Regions from separate parts of the Mus musculus genome. Here region 2 is linked to region 1. Evidence: chromatin contacts called from public HiChIP or PLAC-seq data. All regions are on one chromosome and are shown on one strand. Each heading gives the region's core, a stretch centred on a gene start, on an enhancer-like site or on the middle of the called end of the contact. The rest is flanking DNA. Distances are from core to core; before and after follow the strand shown.

The links. HiChIP or PLAC-seq counts read pairs in DNA pulled down with a chosen protein or histone mark.
Region 2: an H3K27ac HiChIP or PLAC-seq map of the HPC-7 cell line shows a contact between it and region 1, with 7 times the contacts expected there. The contact joins two enhancer-like sites. A contact is called at or near these places in 2 of 39 promoter capture datasets (the C10 cell line and the HPC-7 cell line), 3 of 15 datasets of contacts at CTCF or cohesin (CD8 T cells, the G1E-ER4 cell line and large pre-B cells), 45 of 484 Hi-C or Micro-C datasets (the 63-12 cell line, B cells, the Ba/F3 cell line and 26 more), 20 of 115 datasets of contacts at active chromatin or transcription factors (CD8 T cells, DN3 thymocytes, the HPC-7 cell line and 14 more) and 1 of 9 other capture datasets (bone marrow-derived macrophages).

Annotation. Positions count from the first base shown.
Region 1 is chr5:96,910,387-96,913,078 of GRCm38.p6, reverse strand. Gm33370 (predicted gene, 33370) reads left to right here. Exons shown (of 3, transcript NR_168888.1): 2 at 1,952-2,117; 3 at 2,530-2,692. Among named protein-coding and RNA genes, the nearest start is that of Gm24623, 4.1 kb to the right of the region's middle. Within about 2 kb of position 1,323, at least 168 of the 459 cell types and tissues checked have an H3K27ac peak or open chromatin away from gene starts, as enhancers often do. A contact at or near this core is called in the G1E-ER4 cell line and the HPC-7 cell line, where this site is marked.
Region 2 is chr5:97,013,543-97,016,234 of GRCm38.p6, reverse strand. All of the region lies in intron 1 of Bmp2k (BMP2 inducible kinase), which reads right to left. Among named protein-coding and RNA genes, the nearest start is that of Bmp2k, 17 kb to the right of the region's middle. Within about 2 kb of position 1,349, at least 10 of the 459 cell types and tissues checked have an H3K27ac peak or open chromatin away from gene starts, as enhancers often do. A contact at or near this core is called in the G1E-ER4 cell line and the HPC-7 cell line, where this site is marked.

The sequences.
Region 1 (2,692 bases), core at 74-2,573:
AACAAGCGGCCAAGGGAAAGTCTCTGCATGGTGGGAAGGCAACTGATTTGCTGGGTTTTAGTGTTTGGCTGTGAGTTCTGAGCAACAGAAATAGGAAGGAAGCAGCTCTGTACTGCATCTGGCCTCTTAGGAAACCTCGAGATGGGGCACAGGATAAGCCCCGTCTTCTCCTGCCTCGTGTTCTTCTCATGGAATCTTGAGATGCACTGGCTTTTTCTTAAAAGAAAGTTTCCAGCACCCAGTAGTGAAAAATGACCACCACCCAATTAGAAGGTTCTGGGTGCCAGGGACCTATCTGATCTCTTTCCTGAGCACCTGGAGCACAAAAGTTGCTCAGGGGAAGAAAGGTTCAAAGAACAAACACTTGTGGGGCCCTAATCATTGAGAGTAGACAGAGAAATATCTGGGAGATTTTTTTTGTATTATTCATATGAATAATGATAACAGAGAAGAAGGACAAGAAGGGGAGAGACCAGAGAGATCAAGACACACAGAGAGAAGTAGGAAGAGATGGAAGAGGGAAAGGAGGTAGGAGAGAAGGAGGAAGAGAAAGGGGAGAGACAGGAGGACAGAGAGGAGGGGGAGGAGCGGGAGGAGGGGAAGGAGGGAGAAGACAGAGATCATTCCTCATCTGTTACGACAACTGAGTTATTTTTGTTCATATCTATTTTGTATTTGTGACTTCCTGCAGAAAAGATGTCAGATGATTATGATGAAATAGCCCTGTGCTCTATGTGGTTGGTATACGTGCACCAGCGTGTGTGTGTGTGTGTGTGTGTGTGTGTGTGTGTGTGTGTGTGTGGTGTGTGTGTGTGTGTGTGTGTGTGTGTGTGGTGTGTGTGGTGTGTGTGTGTGTGTGTGTGTGTTTAATTCTTCAGTTCTGCTGAAGTGACTTCCCTGCTTCTCCTGATTCAGCAGTGAGCACTGAGAATTATAAGAAGCAGGATTAGCTCACAAACAAAACAGCCCATCCCTGCCTAATAACATAGCTTAGTGATAATGAGGGCAAGGCACTCTGGGAAGGCCACTCCCCTTCAGAAGTCTTAGGACATCTAAATTGGGAGTTGGTGATCTTGTAAACAAATTCAAATTACCTTCCAGCAAAACCCCAAACTACTTGTTGGAGATGGGTTTTGGCTAGAAGATGTGAATCCAGATCAAAATCAAAAGCCACATAAGTACTAAAATAGCCAAAACAGAGACGCAGTCATTACAGGAAACTCACGAGGCTTCAAAGGAGGTTTAAAGAAGGAAGAGCTGCAGCCAGAAGAGCTGGTGGCGTTGCCCGTCTGTACTGGAAATGTCGACATCCTCTGGAGAGGAAGAGGAAGGAGTTAGCGGTGCCAGACAAGCAGCTGGACAATGACAAGACAGGAAACCGGGCTGCTGATGACAGTGAACTACAAACCGGGAGGAGGGAAGCATCAAAGCTACGGGGCCGCTGAAGACTGTGGGCAGGGACAAAGTGAAAGCCGTGAGGGGCTCAGAACCAGCCACAGGCCACATACGCATGGTCTAGCGGGTAGCCAAGTCTCCATTTATTTCTGTTGAAATACCATGAAAGGTCCTTTGTCCTGTTGCAATCATCCCAGGAATATTCTATTGTATTTTGCACAGGTTCAAACATTGCCTTGAAGGGCAGCCATTCAAATGTGAGAGAACACTGTTGTAGATGTCTCAATATAGTTCTGGTTAACGTTTATAGGTAACACTTAGTATATTTGTTCCCAGTACTTTATGGAAAAATATAATTTAATCCCAAGGTTAAAGGGCCAAAACAGAACAGGTGTAAGAAATGAATTCAGTGATTGTTCTCCAGAGCTCATGCTCTAAGCCCCCCCCCCCTCCATCTTGCCTAAGAAGCCCCGTAGAGTAGAGAGATGATGGATCTATGGTATTGTCCTGAACAAACTTTCAGCTCACTTCTATTTACATCTGCTCCACTTGCCAGAATTCTCTTGCCAACCTTTGCAGCGAGAGATAGTAGCTAAATGCTCAGAATTAAAGAGCAACCCCCAAAACCTGGAAAAGAGTCTAAGTGAACAAAGCCTGCCTGGAATGGAAGAGCTCTGAGTGAAGAGAGTCAGCACAGAGAAGCAAACAGAGGACCCTGTAAGGTACAGTTCTACTAGTCTTCTCAGAATCTCAGAAGTGGAATCCTTTGACCATATGAGGGGGTGGCCGTAAGCTATTATTTAAGACCATAGCAATATTGGAGGGAACTACCTTACCAATAATCAAATGTAAGTATTACTGCTATTATTAATTAACAACTTGATGTAGTTAAGTGATGCAGCAAGGCTTTAGCTACTTTGTGGATTATTCTTTCTTCCACCCTTCTCCATCTGTTTTCTGTCCTTTTAACCCCCTAACACTAGATAGGAGAAAAAAAAGGATAGAAAGGAAAAGGGGGTGTTATCATTAATAGGTGGGACTGTTCCTGCTAACAGGGGTCTTGAGTTTCTGGGAGCAAGTTTGATCTTTGCTGTCAAGATATGTGATTTCTTCTTGTTTCTTCTTTTTGCACAGGACTACTTATCAAACTGTAATCAACAACAACCATTAACAACCAACAACCAACCAACCAACCAACCAACCAACCAACAATCAACAACTCCACCTCTCAGGGCCCTTTTTTATATATTCCCTGAAAACTTTCCAGAATTCCAAACACCACACAATCGCATAAAAC
Region 2 (2,692 bases), core at 100-2,599, 100 kb before region 1:
GAGGCTTAAGGGAAGTGAGCAGGGGCATATGGGAGGCTCTGGAGGGAGAGAAGAGAAGGGAGAAACGCTGTGATTAAAACACAATCTCAAAAGGAGATGCTAGCTCATATAGAAATGGATTGGAATATGTAACCAACTGCCTTTTCAACACTCCCGTTCCACGTGTTTCTCCCCATCCTTAAACCGTCTCTTCAACTGCTTTTAAAGGTTAAGGTCCATGTACAAAGCGCTGGAATCCAGCCCAGCACAGAAAAAAAGAGGAAAAGAAGATGGGGTAGGTTTCCGAAAGGTATCCAACAAGTATACCCATTTCCCCTGTTTCCTTCCACCACATTTCCAGCTTCTCGCCAGTCCTTTGGCCTTGGCTATCTTCCGGGAGTAACTAACCTCTTTCTGACTGGATTTAAGGCCACTCCAGAAGCTAGAACCCATTCCTATTAATGAGCCTGTGGCTAGGTAGGTCATGGGCCGTGGAGAATCTGCTATCATCATTCTGATAAGCTGACACAGTATTGTAATAACTTATGGCTGAAACCCCACATCAGTGCTTTGCCCATCTCTCACCCGAGAAGTTTCTTCACTCAGAAAATGGCAATCAGCAGAGACTCCCAACAGGTCAGCATGCACAGGATGAGAGAATGCAGAGTGCTCAGCCCTAACTGGACCATCTGTTATCATACTCTTCATCCCAAGGCTAGGATCACTGTGGGAGAGGGGGCAGGAAGACCATAGGAGCCAAGGTGGAGGATAACTTAGGAAAGCTGTCTTCCAGGCACAGCGGGGAGCTGTGCTCTGGACTCACTGCAGTTGTCACAACAGGAGCAAGAAGGGGACACTCAAGCCAGACAACACTACTGTACAGAGAGGAGAGGTGAGCAAGAGAGCTCGCCTCCACCTGAGATGCTTCTAACATCCGAGAGCTGCTGGGAGAGGCAGGCAGCAACAGTGTGACCCTGCTAGGCTGACAATCTTCCCCAGAAGGCCAAGAGCAATAGAACAACTTCTGGGTGGATGGGGCTGGGGGTCACAATGGATGGGGAAATTCTCTAGGCAACTAGAAGATTTCTGCAAATGTTCCAGCATAAAGCCGTGATAATACCACTGCCATCTCTTAGCTGTGTGAGCACAGTTTATAGAAACAGTTTGATTAGAGTTAGTTAACTTTTCAGACAGGACTAGGAAACAGCTGGGAAGGGCACTCGTTACCTAACGTGTGTGTGCTGAATTTGAGTCCCAGTACTTCTAAAATAAAATAAAATTCAACAATTAACATGTTGGACAGAGCCAGTGTCACAAGCACAGAGTACGTTGTCATCAAAGCACTGAGTACCCAAGCATAAATTATCACTCAACTTAGCGGCATGGATCTTAACGATGTGTGGTTGGCTTAAGGCAGGCATTTTACCTAAAAGACCAATTAGTCACATATGCTTTTAAATAATAAGTCCAGTGAAATTCTGTGAAGGTTTCTGGGTAAGAGAATTCACTGTGACTTCCCTAAAACTTCTTAAGTAGCAGGTTTAGTCACCCTTGGGAAGGAACATGGTCAGCTTTTGCAAATTCTTTCCAGAATCAAACAACTTATTTTATGACATAGAAAGTAATCAAGAAAGGAAACAAAGCAAGTCATTTTCACTGGTGCAGGTGTCTACGACTACGACATTTATAAACTATTCCCATAACCTGTGAGGTGGCACACACCTTTAATGCCAGCACTCGGACAGAAGGAAGAGGTGGATCTCTATGAGTCTGAAGCAGTGTCTATGTAGCCGGAGCGGCCTTCAGCCCCTGATCCTCCTACCTTCCTTCCCGGCAAGCACGGCATCCGCTTTCACAAAGACTTAGCGCTGGTAAAGCCCACGCACTTTGCTTTGTCCACTCTTTTGTGCTCTTTCTCATAAGTACCATGGCATAGTTGTTAGGTTTTACCCTTCCATGTGTCTTAACACAATCAAGTGAAAGAAGCCCACTACAGACAGACAAGTACAGCAGAGTTTCAATTATTGAAACTCCTATCAGAGTCCAATTCAGAGACAAAAAGAATGGTGGCCAGAGACTGGGTTAAGAGAGGATAGGAAGGTAACATGTGACAAAGAAAATAAAACTAAGTTTACAAAGTTATTCCTATAATCTAGAAGTTACTTCCTGAGCCATCCTGTGACATTAAAGAATCCATACAACAAAGCTGAGAGACTGAAACGGGTTGGGTTTCTAGAAGGCACCCCATTTTCCTTTGTTTCCTTCCACCAAGTGATATAATTTCACATTTTGTGACTTAAAATTTTTCTTTACTAACATGAGTCACCTTTAGAGAGACTAGCCCATTAAAAACATCCAGACAAGACATTCCTACATAGGGACTTTCATTTTATCTTTGATTCTTAGGCCTTAAAGTAAGACTACACAACCAACCAAGGGCAAATTATGATATCTCAAAGATCAGAATAATCAACATGATTTTTTTTTTTAATGATGAAAGGTTATTTCATTCACAATATGAGCATATGCTATTAAGCTTATGGAGTTTCAGGACCTAACTGAAGAAAACTTCACTGAATGAATTTTAAAGGGAGAAAGACAAACTGAGTCTGTGGCTCACACCAGGGATCTCAGCACACTTGGACCCACACCCAGGATCTCAGCACACCTAGACCCACACCCGGGATCTCAGCACACCTGGACCCACACCCGG